Linked DNA regions of Mus musculus: region 2 is linked to region 1. The links are chromatin contacts, called in public HiChIP or PLAC-seq maps. All regions are on one chromosome and are shown on one strand. The core of a region is the stretch at or near the end of the contact, and the rest is flanking DNA. Distances in the headings are between cores, read along the strand shown. Region 1 overlaps Nfia (nuclear factor I/A). Region 2 holds the start of Tm2d1 (TM2 domain containing 1).

Evidence for each region. HiChIP or PLAC-seq counts read pairs in DNA pulled down with a chosen protein or histone mark.
Region 2: a contact with region 1 is called in an H3K4me3 HiChIP or PLAC-seq map of forebrain, with 3 times the contacts expected there. The contact joins the promoter of Tm2d1 here to the enhancer-like site in region 1. A contact is called at or near these places in 5 of 39 promoter capture datasets (the 3T3-L1 cell line, cranial neural crest, embryonic stem cells and 2 more), 4 of 115 datasets of contacts at active chromatin or transcription factors (bone marrow-derived dendritic cells, bone marrow-derived macrophages, craniofacial prominence and 1 more) and 1 of 9 other capture datasets (adipose tissue).

The regions. Positions count from the first base shown.
Region 1 is chr4:97,836,612-97,843,384 of GRCm38.p6, forward strand. The region is part of intron 2 of Nfia (nuclear factor I/A); the gene reads left to right. Gm19417 (a long non-coding RNA gene) reads right to left here. Exons shown (of 2, transcript XR_376437.4): 2 at 4,229-6,773. Among named protein-coding and RNA genes, the nearest start is that of Gm19417, 29 kb to the right of the region's middle. Within about 2 kb of position 3,335, at least 56 of the 459 cell types and tissues checked have an H3K27ac peak or open chromatin away from gene starts, as enhancers often do. A contact at or near this core is called in adipose tissue and forebrain, where this site is marked.
Region 2 is chr4:98,378,748-98,385,670 of GRCm38.p6, forward strand. It overlaps Tm2d1 (TM2 domain containing 1), which reads right to left and starts at 4,518. Exons shown (of 7, transcript NM_053157.2): 1 at 4,323-4,518; 2 at 1,871-1,944. The coding sequence starts at 4,489.

The DNA of each region.
Region 1 (6,773 bases), core at 2,085-4,584:
CATGCACTCGAAATCTTTTCTGATCAGTAATGTAAAATGATCAATTTTGGCTTTTCTGCTCCCAGAATAATTTACCACCTGTTGTGGAAATGCACCTTGAGCCTTCGATATTTTGTTTAAACTGCTGTGGGAACACACGTTATTTTCATTTGGCTTTTAAGTAGTTGTGCTCTTAATAATACTATGTGAGTTTTCATGGTCCTAGCCACACTGACATCTGTGTTCTGAAATTTCAGTTGGATTAAGACACTGCCTTGGTTCGAGGGTTGAAAATTGGTGAAACGGGAGAACCCAGGGTTGTGTCTGTGTATGTTGCAATTAATATTGACAAGTAGGCAGACGTCCAGCATCGTCCGAGGAAGCTGACTAATGTTCATTAAGCACCGGTGCCCGTGAGCCTGTGAGGAGCTTCAGCTGCTTGATTAGCAAGAGCAACACGGAGTTCTTGTGCGTTTCGGTTTTCATTGCATACTGAATGAATGACCAGCTGCACCTCGGTGGCGTGGGATAGTGACGGTAGCAGGCACCCTGAGACACTGGGTGTCCTGGTGTGCATTAGGCACTTGTAAACCCTTATGAAATGAGTGAGGGATCACTGTTGCCAAGCCCTTACAATGTCTGGACCTGCATCCCCAGGAACTTCATCCACATCTCCACCTTTTACCGTCTAACCACAACAAACTGCTTTTTATCTTTTGATCCCTCCTCAAAACCTCTGTATTTTTATTCTTCTGCTTCAAAGGACACTCTCCTAATATATTGGATGTGGTTAATTCCTACTGTTTTTTTTTTTTTTTACTTAGCACCTGGTGGGAGAGTGTTCAGGGGGTGTTATGGTGGGGGTCTTCTTGAAGGCCTGCTGTATGAACTTTGGGAAGCTACAGGAAGTTACTAACTGTGATACAAAATTGATGTTTCTAGACCTTTTTGGAGAGTGTGGGTTATCTTCATCATTTATATATGCATCTCATAATTGTAGTGCACTTTTTATTTGGAAATGGAAAAAGCACAGTTTCCCAGTAACTTGGAAAAGAAAGTCAGCTGCAGGTTCCCTCTGTGTATAGAATACACTGAGCTGAATCTCAGGTGAAGGAGCTCTCTGGGAAAGTTACCTTCCTTCCGTGTACATTATCCTACATTTCCTACTTAGGCAAGAAATAAAAGGGAGGCCCCACTGTTCCCTTTCTAATTGAGTTTAGGAAGGTATGGCTAGATAGTAGGATATAGTAGGAAGATGTGGTAGGGTCTCAGGAAATAGTTTCTGTGGATGAAAAAGGAGGTTCCTTCCTCTTTTTGCCTTCTAACAATCACAAATCAACCTCTAGTGTCTCACTGCTGCTCTCTTCCTTTGTGGCTGGACGTGCTTCACCTCGGTCTCCACTTGGCACTTGGTAAAACTAGATTCATCTGGTACCTGGCTTCTTACTGGTATAAGCTCTGTTATCCATGGGAAATGCTTAGAAAAATATAAGGCAGAGGAAGGGCTAGCCAGCCAAATTCATAGGCAGCAAACAGGTTCACTCCGAAACCAACAAGGTGGTATGGAAGACAGCAAAAACTAGCCGAACCTCTGTTATCCTTTTCTTGAAGTAGGCTGGACCAGGTTTTCAGTCTTCTGGTGATGACAATTTGATGCTGGGAGGTTACTTACCTTCCCCTCTGTAGCTTTCGAATATGTATAGTTGGGGGTGGGAATGTACTATTAATTTTTAGGGTGGTTTGGCAGTTAGAAATTATTTTACATATGCCCAGTCTCTACCTGATGTAGAGTGTATGTTAGTTATCATTTTATCATTGCTGCAGTGATACTGTCATAGGGTACAGCAGCTTTTAGGCAACCACTGAAGGTCAGGGGCTTCTCTGGTTCGATTTAGACTCCTCCATACGTCTTCAAAGGAAAATTTCTCTTTCCCCTTGGGGAGAAATTAACCTACGGTACAAAGGGAGTTGAGAGTCTGCGCTCTGCTTTCTGAGTGTTTCAGAGATGGCCAGAAGTTGATACCAGTCACTGGAAAGCCACTAGGCAACATGAACGCCATGGTCAGGGTGATAGAACATGGGGCCTTGGCCTGCTCCCAGGGCTCAGCCTCTGCTCCCTGAGCCTCTCATTTCCTAAGTCCCTTTCTGTCCTGAGTTCTGCCCCTGTTCCCTCGGGCCCAGCACAGCAGACCAAAGGGCTTTCTTGGCCATCCAGCTGCTTTAGGTTCAGTGGAATCCTTCCTGATCAGTGGGGGGTTAGTACAGTGGCCCTGCTTGGGTTCAGTTAGTGCAATGGCCTTGTACTAACTGGTCTTGTTGCTCCAAGAAATGTTAGCAAAGCAGTGCCTGGACCTTGGACTATGCTTCATGTTTGACCTTTGGTGGCATCTTTTTGTGAGCCAGCACACCTGGCTAAATGTCTTTCAACTCCGAAATTATGCCGAGTGGAAGTATTTTGAATAAATGTAAACAGAGAAGGAATTTTGCCTGCAAACTTTAGAATTCTCATCTCACTTGGCTGTAGTAACTGCTTATTACAGTAGGCTTCTTTGTGGTTGATGATAATAAACAAGGAATGGATTTCCAACAGAAATTTCCCCCAGTCTTCCCTAGGGCATCTGAAGTGCCTTTTTTCTCCTGTGGGCTCCAGAGTCATGGGCAGTGTTGAACAATTAGCCCAGAGGGAAGCCCTGGAAACAGTTGGTCCCTCAAGGCTTGGGAAGTCACAAAGGCTGTGCTGGCAAGGGGGAGGAGGGAGGGATGATGTGGGGGCTGGGGGGGGGTACTCAGAGGTAGTGAGAGGGGTGGGGGTGGGTTGTTTCCCAGATAGTTTTCAAAGAACAGAGGTTGGTGTGCTTTGCTGTGGGCCCCGAGAACAGTGCAAGTCTGCTTCAAATTCTTCTTTGTCTTTATCTGGTACTTTCTCTAGCACATTCCTTTTGGCTTAACAAAGTGTCTTCCTTTCCTGTTTCATGGTCATTGATAACAAGAGCTTGAAGGCTTTTTGCTTCCAGGCTCTGCATGGAGTGGAAAGAGGAACACATAGGAGGGGGACTTGCCATCTTAGAGATGTTTCCCCATTTTTATCACACAAGGGGAAAGCTGTCCAGTGTGCAGAGAGGACCCAGGTTTTCATTTTAGTCTAGGGGGTGATTGATTGCCTTTCTTTCAAGGGCCTGATGGAGGAGGTCAGAGTCTTAGAAAGGGAAGAAGCCAGGGAAAGGGAAAGAAGAAAGAGTGAGATTTATGGCCTCCTGCATCACGGCTTTTATGTCGCATAACTATTCCCAACACTGGAAGTTCATGACACGCTCGCTGAGAAACAGCTCTGGAGTACAGAGCAGTGATCTGCATGCAAAGAGGAAATTACACAGTCCAGCCTCTGCTCTGCCTGCTGCAGAGAGCACACTCAGCCCGTGATGGACACAGGTTCCAGTGGCTGCTGGGCATGAGCTGGACCACCCAGCACCACTTACACTGTGCACAGGGTGGCTGGCGATGCTGTTTATAAAGCATTGTTTCAGCAAACAGACTTTGCTGTTGCTCCTTCTGCATCTGCCCTCTTCACTCCCAATGTGGAAGCCTTGGGCATCTCATGCCAAAGAACACTGCACTAATAGAGCCTCTGCCTCCACCCCTACCTTTGATAATTGAAGATCTTTTAAAATGTTTTTGTCTTCCATTTTTTATTCCATATGGGCCCTTAGGTAACATGACCCAGTGTGGCCATTAAATGGCCCTGCTTACAGTTGGATTGCTGGGTACAAAGCAAATTTATGGTTGTTTATTCTCTCCTCCTATCAGCTATTAGTGCCTAATCATATGGTCTATCGATCATGAGATTAATCGCCTGCCCATAGAGGCAGCGGGTCTTGTGGAATGCTTCCCTGCGCCAGAATGAACTTCAACCTTTTATACAAACTGGAAGAGTCAGAACCATCATTCACTGCCTGGAGCCCCAGGAGGTAAATCCCTGCTTCTCCAAGCAGTGTTCTCTTCACTTCCTTCCCTTGTGTAAAACTTCAACTCATTGATTCAGACACACACAGAGCCTTTCTGAGGCACCCTATACACAATGACATAAGCTGCAAATACGTGGGCTTTATTACACGAGGCCCACAGTCTGCATAATTAAAGATCTCTCTGCACTCCTATTATAAATTCTCATTTTGCAAGATTTATAGCTGGGCTTTTAAATTTTTCTCAAGCTAAGACTTTCTAAGAGTGTTATGATCAGAGGTCTATTTTCTTTTTTTTTTTTTATGAAATGTGTTTCTTTGAAGATATAAAAAGCAAACTCTAGAAACCCCGTCATAGAGGTGTCAGCACACAGAGGTTAGCCATGTAAAGAGTAGGTACTCTGTACCCTAGAGTGGCTTTGCTGACCTTTGTCCCTCTGCAGTTATGAGGGCCAGAAGCCCTGTGGTGTCCTGCCGTGTCTGGATGTCCTGCTCTGTCTCTATAACTCCAAGGAGGAGGAGGCTGGGATCATACGCCATTGATCTTTTCCCAGCCTTGCTTTTACTTAGCCTAGCTTTCTCAGTGTGAGTCCTGAGTTTGTTCAGTGAATGACCCTCAGCAGGGACTAGGAGACTTGCTTCTTTGTGTTGACACTGCCCTTGAAGGCAAGGGTGTACACGTTTAGGTGACACTCTGCAGTCTCTGAAGACAAGTTCCCTGCTAACAAAATGACTATACATTCTGGGCTGGTCACTGGTGTTCTGTGGGTTAAATGCTACTAGAATAGTGCCTTCAAATGTTTGATTGGAACATGTCAATGGAGTTTGCCATGACCTCACTGCTCCCTATTAGTCACAGTGTCATCACAGAGTATCAGCAGCCTGCTTTATCTCACCTACGCCATCCTCAAGCACTTATGATTTCTTCCGGTATTTTCCTATAACATGATCCTTGGTTACTAGGGTTTGAAGTCTGATATTTGGGCTACTAAGTGATGCCTCTGGCTGTTACTTTAACCCTCTGTTCCAGTCCTGTTATTCTCAAGAATCTCAGCTATTATTATTTTTTGTTTCATTTTGTGTTTTGTGGCCCAGATAAACAGCAATGGATGATTAATTTGTTTTCTCCCTTTGAAGTAAATAAGTATGTATAGTTGAATACACTGAGCCATTGTACAGAAGGTGAAATGGTTTTGTGTGACTAGTTGGTTGATAGTTTAGCTTGTGTGATTGCTTGGTGGGTCAGTGTGGAGGTCCTGTTTGAGGTTTTGATATGCTAAAAATAGCTCCCAGATCTTTCTGACTTTTCCCACTTGTGGTGTTTGTAGGCTTAGCGTAAAGTTTACTCTTTCACACGCTGTTGGAGTCCTTGTCTGTCTACACTTGCTCCTTCTTATTTCGCAACTTCCTTTCACTGGTGCTGTGCTGCAGCCTCCCGTACAACCTGTCTCTTGCTGTGGTAAGATGAAGGGAACTCTCTCATGTGAGTTTACTCAGAAGCCTGATAGCTGTAGTTTCCTTCTATAGTCAAGAGCATTTTGAAGGATTTGCTCTAAAACAGTGGTTCTAAACCTGCAGGTCGTGGCCACTTTGAAGGGTTGAATGACCCTTTCACCGGGGTCACCTAAGACCATCAGAGAACACAGACATTTACATTAAAATTCAAAATAGTACCAAATTACAGTTATGAAGTAGCAACAAGAATAATTTTATGGCTGGGGTCACCATAACACGAGGAACTGTTTTATTTTAAAGGGCCACAGCATTAGGAAGGCAGAGAAGCTCTGCTCTAAAGGACGGGAAGTCAGTATGATACACGATCCTCTCTTTTGGCTCAACTCAAATCTATTGAACTCAGGTTACTTGTGAATATTTTAACTTGCACATTTAAATGCATACATTTAAACAAAGCCCATTAAAGATCTGTACTGTAGAAGTAGTCTGTGTATAAACTACCTTTTAATTGAAGCTTGTCCTATCATGCTTAAATAATACAAAAGTAAAAGCTTTTGAAGATGGCAGGCCAGTTGGTCCCCATGGTTGCATGAATAGTTTGGGCTCTGGGGTTGGACTGGCTTACCCAGTCTGTCAGTTATGAATATGTTGAGAATACCTGGCAGAACCCTTGATGTCCTTGCCTATAAAATGGGATAATACTTTGTTCCGAGGAATAAATGAAAATGACTTAAACAGAGGACATACAGGCCATGGAATAAATAATGAATATTCATCATCATTTAGCTAGAATTTAATGAAGCTCTATTTCTGAGCTTGGAGGCTTTTCTTTCCTGACCATAGCCAGTTCACCATACCTTGGGAAAACTGGTGGTGCACTGATGTTAGCATACTGATACCAAACTAAGTCTGGATCAACATGGCACACTATAGCCCAGAATCCCTGGACTCAAGCAATCCTCCTGCCTCAGTTTATCAATTAGCTGTGATTATGAGTGTGTCCCACTATGCCCAGTGAGATTTTTCATTTAAAGAGCATGAATGTATATCTCATGAAGACTTCCCATATTTGCTGAGTTACCCATGTTTCCAGGAGGTTCTATTGTGGTACTTTCTTATTTGCCATCAAAGGTCCCAGATGTATTGCTTTCCATGTTTCTGAAAACATGCTAAGACCTAGATCTAATATAATGACATGACTGTTTCTCTAAAGTTTTCTTCCCTCAGACCAGTCTCAAAGTTTCATTGCAGAAATCTCATGGACCATGCTGCCATCCTCTGTTATTTCATGCTAGTAAAAGTATGAATGTGACTGTTGGACTGGCAAGATGGATCGGCAGAGATAGGCACTTGCTGCCAAGCCTAATGACCCTAGTTCAA
Region 2 (6,923 bases), core at 3,268-5,767, 540 kb after region 1:
TTTCTTTGCTGTGATAAACACCATGACCAAAATCAACCATGAAGGAAAGGGTCTACTTCAGCTTACCGTTCCACAGCATACTCCATCTCTAAGGGAAGTTGGGGTGAGCAACCTGGAGGTAGGAGCTGATCCAGAGACTATGGAAGAGTGCTACTTACTGCTGTTCCTCATGGCTTGCTCATCCTGCTTTCTTAAGCAGCCAGGACCACCAGCCCTGGGGTAGCACAGCTCACAGTGAACTGGGCTTTCCACATCTGTCATCAATCAGGAAAATTCACCATAGGCTTTTCTCAACTGAGATTCCCTCTTCCAAAATGACCCGAGTTTGTGTCAAATATTCAGTCCCTAAAATAACTAGTCTATCTAAAATATTCAAAATCTCTCAACTGTGTGTTCCTATAAATTCAAACACAAGTTAAATACTTTTCTACTCCAAATGAGAAGAGCCAGGGCACAGTCACAATCAAATCTAAGCAAAACCAAACTGCAACAATTAAAAGTAAAGTGCACTGTCTAAGCTCACTTCTAAAAGGCCTTCATAGGGTGGGACCTGATTGGAGGACGTAGGTCACTGGAACATGACTCTGACTCGCCCTTATCCCATTATCTGTCCTTGCTCTGCTTCTACGCTGCCAAAATATGAACAATTTTCCTATACCAAGCCTTTCCATCATGGTGCCCCGTAGGCTCACATATTTGAATGCTCAATCACTAGTAATCGACACTATTTAAAAAGGGTTAGGAGATGTGTCCTTGTCGGAAGAAGTATGCCACTAAGGGTAGGATGTGAGGTTTCACAAGCCTACTCCAGACCCCAATGTCTTGCTCTCTGCCTGTGGATCATGATGTAGCTTTCTGCTCCTGCATCTGCACCATGCTCCCCGCCATGATGCTAAAGAACTAAGTCGGTAAGGAAGTCCCCAAGTAAACACTTTTATGAGACATGCCTTGGTCATGGTGCCTCTATACAGCAACAGAACAGTGACTAAGACAACATACTAGGGCACATCTTTAATCCTAGCACTGTAGAGGAAGAGGCAGGAAGATCTATCGCTGTGATTTCAAGGCTTACACAGCGACACCCTGTCTTAAAAAGAGAGAGAAGGCAGGGCAGTGGTGGCGCACGCCTTTAATCCCAGCACTTGGGAGGCAGAGGCAGGCAGATTTCTGAGTTCGAGGCCAGTCTGGTCTACAGAGTGAGTTCCAGGACAGCCAGGAATGCACAGAGAAACCCTGTCTCGAAAAGACCAAAAAATAAAGAGAGAGAGAGAGAGAGAAAGAAAGAAAAAAACAGAAGCACAAAACCTAACTAAATAACTGTATTTATATCTCTATAACAAAGCTTGGGAAGCAGAAGGAAATACAGGGATAAATACAGTTATCCTGACTTAAGTATTACACACACACACACACACACACACACACACACCATTTTATCAGACAACTAATATACAACAGTTAGTTTTTATAAATCAGTTAAACATAAACTTAATTAAAAACTTAAAAGCATGATCTATATAACAGATTCTAATGCTATACAATAAATATGCATAAAAACACCCCAGATTATATAATTAAGAAAACTTGTTTCTTAACCTAAATAGTGACACTGGTTATAACTCTGCAGGAGCATGCAAGGACCCCTGGGTTCAATCACAAGCACAAAATTAATTAGTTAGTTAACCAACTAATTAATTGAATGTTGACAATTTTAATCAATTTCCAAATCTAAATTATTCTAAAAACTGAACAATATTATCTAACACAACATAAAACACATTTATTAATTACCCTTAGGGGTCATGCACTGTTACTTGAAATAGGTAAAATTTTATAAAACATTTCAAAGACATGATTCTAGAAATCTTACCATGAGCTGTGTAGTTTGTACAATTAACTGGTTCTTGCGTAGCATCATTTATTTTTGGTTCTTTACAAATATATGTTTAAAAAGTTAAGGAAATTTGAATTATATTTCTAGCATAAAACACTATGTTTTAAATGTCTTACATACTCCTACTGATTCACATGTACAGAGAGGCTTTAAGTTTGTACTAATCAACAAACTCAGACACAATTACACTTTTAAACTTGCTGTGGTGGTGCATGCTTTTAGTCGCACTTGGGAGGCAAAGGCAGGAAGATCTCTCGAGTTCAAGGTCATCATCTACAGAATGAGTTCCAGGTCTGACAGGGCTATGTTGAGACCCTATCTCAAAACAAAACACCCAAATACACTTTTTTAGTGTTCCCTAGAAAATAGTTGAAAGTTAAATTATTGTATAGAAGTCATAAAATAAATTTCTATCAAAAGTTCTAGCAGATGATGCCATCTTCGAAGAATATCAATCCGGGAACAGACAGAAAGCAGCATCAAATTAAAAATCTTCACCAAATTATTTTTAACTTTAAAAACAGATCAGTTTCCAGAGCTCTGGATTCAACTAATTCACACTTAATTCCATGTAACACAAACAGATGAGGAAGATATTGTTATTCCTATGCCACAGAAGCACTAGCTGAGTGTTTAACTTTGAGTGGCTTATCCAGTCATGTAAGTGACAGGCAGCCAAATCAGATCTGTTGACTCAAAGCTGGGATACTGTGCATCTGTTGTAGTTGTTATCTCTGTGGTCAGTGGCTCCAGTAGGATCTTAAGTTACTGAAAACCACTCTCGAATAGATGTTAGAACAATAAGAATGTTTCTAAGTTTTATTGTCCAAAGATTGTATGGTTCACACTGCAATGGGATAGGTATGGTGCATACAGGGTGTCTCTAGTCACAGGTGGACCCTTATTTGGACTTCTGAATCACTTCTGGAAAGGTCATCTTTAGTTAGTTGTCATTAAGGCAATGTTCAGTTGTCACCAGAGTTCTACAGGCTCAGTCACTTCTCACAAGGGTTCAATAGCTCATAATCAGCTCAAATACTTCTTAGAAGGACACTCTCATCTTTCCTAAGACAATGATAAACTCAGTATGTCAGCAACTCCCTGCATAATGGGGTTGGCAAAGCAAATTAGAGGTAATCTGTGCAAATCTAATGCATGCTCTCCTTAACTCACAGATCTCTCTCTCTCTCTCTCTCTCTCTCTCTCTAAGTCAGGGTTTCTCTGTTTCTCCTGGCTGTCCTGGAACTCACTCTGTAGACCAGGCTGGCCTCAAACTCAGAAATCTGCCTGCCTCTGCCTCCCGAGTGCTGGGATTAAAGGCTTGGGCCACCACTGCCTGGCAGATTCTCTTAATTGTAAGATTTTTCTTAAGACTCTTTCTTGCTTCTGCAGGTTTGAGGATCTGTACACAAATGTCTGAGGCACTGTGTCAGTACCCAAAGTTTTGTTCAAACATAGTTTTTTGAGTATAACACGAATTTCACCTTGTTGCTCTGCGGTGCGCTAATGTAATAAGACAGTTCACCCATTCCTAAATCAGATTTCTCATCTGTAAATAAACACCCAACGAAACTGTTGTGGTAATTAAATTAGCATAAATGCTCCCTTAAGTTGGTAGTCACTGGTATAAGTATGTTTTAGACTTAAATTATTTGCTCATTCAAAAGCCCCCACCCCTAACTATGGCCAGTTGATGGCTGCTAAGTTAGAGAGTCATAGGTTTAAGTCCCAGGTAAGGCAACCATGCTTCAGCGAATAGCCCCATACCACTGTAGATATGAACAGCACATATCTGACTCCCTGTGTTAGTTTTCTTTTTTTTTTTTAAGTGTGTGTGGTAGGGGTCGAGGTTAAGGGGGAGTGGGAGGGAAGACAATGTAGAAGGAGTTTGAGGTTGAATATGATCAAAATCCACTGGGTGAAATTCTCACAAAGAACTAATACAAATATTACATTTTAAAACATCCAAGAGGATCTCTAATTTTAAAACATAATAATAAGTTGTCTAAAATCACAAAGTGAAGCCATCTGAGGATGGCTGTAGGTGATATATGTTACGTTAATGACAAGTGAGACACATGCATTGGTTCACTAGTAATTACTTGTCTCCCTCAACACCTGCAAACTTTCAGGAACGCGTCGAACAATTTTCGCATCTTTTGTGTCTGGGACACAACCTAGATGTGTGTGTGTGTGTGTGTGTGTGTGAGTAAGTGGGCAAGCCGGTAAAATCCATGGTCAATCGGAGAAGGAAGTGCCAACCACTGATCGGTCCAGGGAAAGCCCACGGTGCTCGCCCTTCGTCCCCACAGCCCTCCTCACCTCCCGGGGTCCAATGGTCACTAGAGCCACAGCGGAGGCCACGGTCCCCATCCCACAGCCCGGGGTCCAGCTGACCGCCTGAGAACGGCGGCTTTCCGGAGGATATTGTCCCACCCTGAGGTCCTCACACTTGGGTGTCTCCTCGCCCCCGACAGCGCCAGAGGCAGCAGCCCCACAGTGTCCCGCGGCGACCGTCACGAGCCACAGGGTGCGGAGAAGGCCCGGAGGCCCCGCCGCTGGGGAAGCCCGACCCGCGGGCCAGGCGGCCGCCATGTTGGGCACCGCGTCCTCGCGCTTCCGGTTCCGCCTCCTAGAGAAGGAAGGGCCTTAAAGGGGCCTGGCAACCGTGGCGCAGCTTAGGGCTTCTAAAGGCTACTCCCTAGGATAACTTGGCACAGCTACATCAGCGAGGTTTTCGAGGGTTGTTGTTGTTGTTGTTTAAATATGTTCGCTTGTTATCTTTGAGCAGGGACCATCTTAATCTCTGTATCGTTCCAATTTTAGTATATGTACTGCCAAAGCAAGCATGGAAACTTTAATAATAATAATAATAATAATAATAATAATAATAAAAACATGCCCATGTCCCAGGGAGACTGCTCAGAGTGTAAAGGCACTTGTTCCGGAGCCTGAAAATTATTTAAATTCAATCCCTGGAACCCACATGATGGAAAAAAAAAAACGGATTTTCACATACACACACACTTTTTAAAAAACTGAATAATTATATAAAAAAATACACGTTTGGGAGTCTTCTCTAGTAGCTTCCCTGAGAACCCTCACAAGGAGACAGAAACTGCTCCTTCTGATGAGCCCCAGCTCCTGGTGGGCACCAGTGTTGATCCTGGAGGCTCTAAAGGATGAGGGTTTCCCTAGGGTTGGAAGAATTTAGATTTAGACTATCTAGAAGTGACCCAAGTGCAATTCTAGATTGCTGTAGACATTATATAGTGGACAAGTGTTCGAGGACAGAATATTGGGCTGAAGAGATGGCTTAGGAGTTGAGAACACTTGCTGGTCTTACAGAGAACCAGGTTAGGTTCCTAGCACCCATGTATTGGCTAAAGCCCTGTAATTCCAGTTCCAGATTGAAGGTCCCCTTCTAGCCTTCTCAAGCTCTATGCACATATTTGGCTCCATGGGTAAAATCCTTTGTTGCTCTGCCTGACAAATGAATTCAATCCCTGGGACCCACAAGGTGGAAATAGCAGACAAAACACTCACATGCATAAAATAAAAATAAATATTGAAAAAGACAGAATATCAGTTATACATCTTACACAATGATAAAAGAACCTTTCCACTTAACTACTACTTGGACTCAGAATGTTCTAGTGATTTTTTAAAATACAACATAAACCCAAAGGACTAAAGGAAGCAATTCTGTGCCTCAGGATTATTGAAATTATGATAGAATTAGATGGTTTCCTGCTGAGTGCAAGAATACTGCTGATCTGTGTATCAATTTTAATACAGATTTAAAACAATTACTTAGAACTGCTGATGCTTTGCTGATTAATCCCATTACTGGATCTATTTTATGGCTTTAGTGATTATCTTTATTCTCTTCCACAATATGTAAATTTAAAAGAATTAAAAGGATTCTGTAAGACAGCAATGAAACTATAAAACTTTTGACTCCTGAGCTGGGATAGTGGTAGAGTTGCCTAGCAAGCACAAGTCCCTGGACATAGTCCCCTGCATCCCATGGACAGAAAATTGACTCTTGAATTGATGATGTATTAAAGTATTGATGATGTGTCACTTCCTCTTACAAGCCTCTTACGTCTGTAATAAAGTAACTTCTCTGTTTTGCAGTCTCATGATCACATAAATTACCATGATCACATAGCTGCTACATTATTTAAATTTGATAGAAACTTAAGCCTCATTTTTTATTTTCATTCTTCTCTCATAGATTGCATTTCAACTAGTTTCCCTCCCCTCCCCAGTCTTCTCTCTTTCTCTCTCCCCAACCCCCCCCCTCTCTCTCACACACACACACACACACACACACATCCTGCCCCTGCTCTGCCTCCTCTCAGAAAAGAGGAGGCCTTCCAGAGACTTCAACCAAACACAGCATAACAAACTACAATAAATTCAGGCACATAGCTCATATCAGATCAAGGCTGAACAAGGCAATCCAGTAGGAGGAAAGTATGTCTTGTTTCCCCCACGAGTAGAAAAAAGAGTCAGGGATCCCACTGCTGGGATTCCTACAAAAACATCAAGCTACGCAGCCATAACTTATGTGCAGAGGACCTAGGTCAGATTCCTACAGGCTCCCTGACCTCTGTAAGTGCCCATAAATCCTGGTCAGTTGATCCTGTGGATCGTGTTCTTGTGGTGTCCCTGTTGCCTCTAGTCCCTTCCTCCCACCTCATCTGCAGGACTCCTGAGCTCTGCCGAATGTTTGGCCGTGGGACTCTGCATCTGCTTTTATCAGTTGTTAGATGAAATCTCTCTGATGGCAACTATGCTAGGCTTTTGTCCCAGAACACTCTCACGTCAGGACAAACTGTAGCTTGAAGGTTTTGTGACTGGGTTGGTGTCCTAAATCCCTCCACTTGAGGGTTACAGAAGATGGCCTGCTCAGGATCCATGTCCTACTTGACTAGGAGGTGTTGCTAGAGTTACTCTCATAAATTTTATGGAGTTTCCATTGCACTAGGTTTCTAGCTGACCCTGAAATACATCTCAATTC